Linked DNA regions of Mus musculus: region 1 is linked to region 2. A link is a contact called in public promoter capture Hi-C data. All regions are on one chromosome and are shown on one strand. The core of a region is the stretch at or near the end of the contact, and the rest is flanking DNA. Distances in the headings are between cores, read along the strand shown.

Evidence for each region. Promoter capture Hi-C pulls out the DNA fragments that hold promoters and counts their contacts.
Region 1: a promoter capture Hi-C map of hematopoietic stem and progenitor cells shows a contact between it and region 2, with 8 times the contacts expected there. The contact joins the promoter of Ifi214 here to the promoter of Ifi205 in region 2. A contact is called at or near these places in 4 of 39 promoter capture datasets (the 3T3-L1 cell line, 3T3-L1-derived adipocytes, the C10 cell line and 1 more) and 1 of 9 other capture datasets (liver).

What each region holds. Positions count from the first base shown.
Region 1 is chr1:173,534,701-173,537,400 of GRCm38.p6, forward strand. Ifi214 (interferon activated gene 214) reads right to left here and starts at 1,257. Exons shown (of 5, transcript NM_001024721.2): 1 at 972-1,257.
Region 2 is chr1:174,030,422-174,033,121 of GRCm38.p6, forward strand. It overlaps Ifi205 (interferon activated gene 205), which reads right to left and starts at 1,334. Exons shown (of 7, transcript NM_172648.3): 1 at 1,203-1,334.

The DNA of each region.
Region 1 (2,700 bases), core at 7-2,506, 500 kb before region 2:
AGGGAGTACCCTCATAGAGGCAGAGGAAGAGGGGATGAGATAGTAGGTTTGAAGAGGGGAAACTGGGAAGGTGGATAACATTTGAAATGTAATAAAATAAAATAAAAATAAAAATAAATAAAAAAGAAGTACATCTCTTGATTGTTAAAAATAAGTAAAATCTTTTGCAGTGATTTAGAAAGTTTAGCTACAATAATTAATAAACTTAGCGAGCCTGGTCTAATGTTCACAGAACTTTGAAATCAATTAAGAGCTTCTATCCAAGTCCTCTGCTGTGGTACACGTATTCTTCAAACTGTTCTATAAATGGGCAAGATACATGTGTTCTAATTAACTTTCCATCACTCTATTACACTTCACCATTAGAGAACCAAAAGGAAAACAAAATGGCCAAAAACAACTTTCGTGATGGTAGAAATTACCAATAATGGAAATACCACCTTTAGAAAGGTGTGAAGAAGAGAACAAACAGAATGTGTTTGGGAAATGGTTAAACCATTGTGTGTTTATATATTATGATCCTGAGAAACTTCCTAGTGATAGGATACTAGAAAATTCATTTCATGTCCAGAGGCAGTTTTTATTCACAATAATTTTTCATGTCACTATCTTGGCTTTTTCCCACTCACCCACAGATCCCAGATAACCATGAACTCCCTATCCGAGCTAATTATAGCCTTCACATTATCCACTTATTCAGATTTATACTTAGAAAGTTCATTAAACAATCTAAAATATGCAAAATGTTTTATTCTTAGCTCATTCCTCTGTGGTGGAGGACTAAAGATGTCTGCCATCTTTTTGAGTGACTGACCCTAATCCGGCTGCTGTGGGCTCACTGCTGAGTGCAGCAGGCACCAGATCAGCACTGCCTCCTCCACAAGAACCAGCAAAGGTCTTTTCACTGTCCTTGTTGTTTTTACAGATGTAGCCAATATCTACCATATCTACAGAAAACAGGTAGAACTCACCTTGCTGGATGTTTCTCTAAGGATGTAAAGCTGAGATCTTCTACAGGGCAGGACTAGAGGCTTCTCCACTCCTCTTCCTCCTCTTCTCTTTTGTCCTTCTTCTTCTTAAAGTTTGTTGGGGACTGGGAGGAGTTGGTGTGTGTGTGTGTGTGTGTGTGTGTGTGTGTGTGTGTGTGTGTGTGTGTGAAGAAGATAAACCAATAAATCTCTTGGGAACTGGAAAATGTAATCTACAGAAATTCTCAGGTTAGACTCACTCCATGGACTGAGGCTTGCTGAATGTCTCAGCTGGGTGTTGTTTTGTGGGCAGAAGAGCTAAGAAATAGCAAGTTCTCCTCCCAGCAGAGTGCATCGCTTTCGATTTCCTCAGAGACTGAAACTCGACAGTTTTTTCCTGTATACCTTTTAGTCACCATAAGAAAGTCAGAGACAGTTACACTCCATTGATATGTTTTGCTTTTCTTACAAATCTTACAGGTACAAGAACCAAATATAAAAGCTCTGTATCCAACAAACTCACAAGGGAGTCACCAGGAATGTGCTCTCTTTTAAATAAAGATGAATCCCCAAAAGGCAAAGCTAAGTCACCAGGTCTCTTTCTTTCCTGCTCAGGATGCAGATGGCAGCAGGAGAAATTGGCAATTGCTAGCTGCTCTTGAATGAATTTCAAAAAAGAAAAAATAATCTGAGATGAAATTGCTTTTGGTTTAAACACTTCACTCCTTTGTTAGTTCCCTGGACTTTCCAGAGTACCAATGTTGTTAGAAACATAGGACTCCAACCTCACGTAAGCAGAAAGGATTTTGGCTTTAGCTTTCCTCTTTTCTGTTACTACTACTACTACTACTACTACTACTACTACTACTACTACTACTACTATTGTTAATTTATTTACTTTTAAAGACAGAGTCTCACTGTGTAGTCTTGGCTGGCCAGGAACTCTCTCTGTAGACCAGGCTCAGTTTAGGTTTAAATCTTTTACCCGGCTTTGGAAAGTAGTATTCTTTAACTGGTGATTGCCTTAGTTAAGAACTTTTAAAAACATGCCATCCTTTCATGTTTCCATCATTGGGAATTGCATTACCTTGAAGTATTTCTGAAACAATGTAGATGACTAGAAACTATGGATTTGCTGACTAGGTGCCATTTTCACTAGTTTCTTAGACTACATAAAATACTAATTAATCTCAAAAAGGAGAGAAGGGGAAGGAAAGCCAGAGAAGCTTTTCTTGGGAGAGCTAAGCCACTGGACCTGTGCTGTGTCTCCACCATTGATTCTGATTGCAGTCCTTTATTCATGGTGGATGGAGGTTGGAAAATACCATCTTTATCTTTCTTTTGTTTGGCCAATGTAGTTTTTCCTTTTCCTTTCTTCATCTTTTGAACTGATGTAGTAAAGAAAGGCCAGGGGAAGTTGATCCTACTGTTTCCGCTCAGTTCCTGCTTATGTCTCAGTGGATTTGCCTATCCCTGCTGCAGAAGCCCAACATAGCCACAAGGTAGCCAAAGGTACCAAGCTGGGACAAGCACTGTGGACAGTCTTTGTATGGATCATTCCAAATTACAGCATCAGAGAAAGAAATTATGGTTTAATTTGTGATGTGGCAAAGTGGTGATGTTACACTTTGACTTCTTATCTCTATTGCTGTTATTTGGTAGTCGATGCAGGGTCTGACTATGGAGCCCAGGCCAGTCTCAAAATTCAGCTCTCCACTATGCCTAATTTTAT
Region 2 (2,700 bases), core at 84-2,583:
AATGGATTTCAAAAATATTAGAAAAATTTGATGCTGAAAGAGTAATTTAAAGACACCAAAATCCTCCATTAATATAGCTAAGGACCATCCAAGAAATTATCATAAAACCTGGAGGCTCACTGCTTAGTAGTGAAAGATTTCAAACCAAGAAAAGTGAAACCATTTTAATTATATAATTACCAAATTATAACAGATTTTAGTTTTATAACTACATTACTCCCATGACAGTAAATAGTACTATGTAGTAAAATACAAAATTAATCATAGACATTTAACAGGGACATGGTAGTGGATGTTTATGATTCAAGGGCTGCAGAGGCAGAGGCAGAGGCAGAGGCAGAGGCAGAGAGTATAAGTTTGAGACTGGCCTCAGCTATGCACCACTTTCCAGGCAAACCAGGATTCAATAATGAAATTATTTTTCAAACAACAATAATAATAACAAGCAATAACATAAATTTAAACAAATACGACACTGAGTAATCATGACTATGGTTTCAAATTTATGCATATCTCAACTACTGAAAATTTAAGCAAAGCACGATAAAAAATTTGAAACATTTGAGAAAAAAATAGTAACAGTGAACAAGTTTAACTTTAGCCCACTAGAGTTCACCTCCAGAGTGGAATGAAGAACAGAGTATGGCAAATATTGTCTCTAACATCTCATACATAAGGGAGCTAGGAGGAGAGCTAAACATAAAAATGTCAAGACACTCTATTTAAATAACTTTATTCACAAAACTGGAACATTTTCTTCTATAGGATAATGAGTTTTCATGTTTTGTATAAATCTCAGTTTTGTATATTCACAAAACTAGATACTATATTCATGTTGAAGTGTGGTTTTCATTTAACATTATTTTAGTTATCATTTTTCTCATTTCTGTCTGGTCTTTTACACAGTCATTCACCACAAACACCTTGCTCCCATGCCTTCTCTAGTGAAGATAGTTGAAGACCAGTGTTAAACACTAACTCATGAAAAGTTATGGGAATAGGGATGGCATCTTTATTCTGTCATCTGCCATCTTCCTAGTGAAGCATCAGAAACCAGCTACAGCAGGTTCAAGGCTGTGAGTGCAGCTGGTACTAGCCCTGGCTACCGCCCCCCCCCCAACTCCAATACTGATTTTTTTCTATGTTCCTTTATATTCCACAGATAGATATGATCATATATTTAAGAAACAGACAGGACTCACCTCCCTGGAATTTCGGCAGCAATGTACAGGTGCTGAGATCTTCAACAACAGAAGTGGCCTGCTTGGTTTGAGTAGGTAGGCAGATAATTCAGTAACTGAGAAAGTGAAAAATGGGGTATAAATGAAGACACCAGTGGTTAGGACACTCTCAGAGTTGTTTCACTTCTTGAGCAGCACTGGGTGTCTCTCACTGTGCTGTCTCCCTCGGGTGAGGAGTGCTGAAATAGCCAGGCCTCCTCCCAGTTTTGTTCATAGCTTTCAATTTCCCTGGCCTGGGAAACCTCTTAGCTTCCCTTAAACACTGTGGTCACTATGGGAAAAAAAAATCACAGCTTAGTCAGGCTCACATTCTTTTCTGTTGAATCTCACTAAATAAGAAAGTCCTAACCTTTTGACTTTTGTAGCAGTCATATATACACTGGCCACCAGACACAAAACTCACATACATGGTGTACCCAGATCAAGGTGTTAAAACTCCCTGACCAAGGTTCTTCTGCTCTACTTAGATAGGAGTCATGGACCGCTGAGTCGGAGTTTTTATTGCAATAAAGTACTCAAGGCCTAGGAAATAGTCTAACACATCCAGGATTTACAAGCACCAAACCCTTCAGAAGTTAGAGAGGTTTTGGATTGGAGATTTATGGTTCTGGGATTTAACCACAACTGCCAGCTCAGAATTTGGGAGTTTATAATCAACTTCTGGAAGCAGCAGGTGAAAGATAGTAACAAACAGGAAGTGCCTTTGTGATTCTGGGACCTTGAGAGTGGCTGGTGTCATATCTCATTGACTGAGGTGCTAGAATTCTTGGCCCTTAAGGACTGGTAGCTGTTCGGTATGCACCTGGAAGTCAGTCAACAGTATCTCAGGCTTCAGCTCTTCATAGCCCTGCTTGTCTTTATCCCTGACACCTCTATGCCACTTCCACCACTCTATTTTCTCTCTCTCTTTTTTAAATTATTCTTTTATTTTACACTTCAGATTTTATTCCCCTCCTGGTCTACCCTCTTATTATTTTACATCCCATACCTCCTCACTGCTCCCCTGACTCCATGAGGATGTCCCCTCCAACCCCAACCCCACCAGATCTCTAAACTCCCTGGGTACTCCAGTCACTTGTGGGTTAGGTACATCATCTCTGACTGAAACCAGTCCTGGCAGTCCCCTGCTGTATGTGTGTTGGGGGCCTCCTATCAGCTGGTGTATGCTGCCTGGCTGGTGGTCCAGTGTCTGAGAGATCTCGGGGGGGTTAGGTTAATTGAAACTGCTGGTCCTCCTACAGGGTCACCCTCCTCCTCATCTTCTTCCAGCTTTTCCCTAATTCAACCTCAGGGGTCAGCAGATTCTGTTCATTGGCTGCCTACCAATATCTGCATCTGACTAGCTGCTTGTTGAGTCTTTCAGAGGGCAGTCATGATAAGTCCCTTTTTGTGAGCGCTCCATAGCCTCAGTAATAGTGTCAGGCCTTGGACCTCCCCTTGAGCTGGATCCCACTTTGGG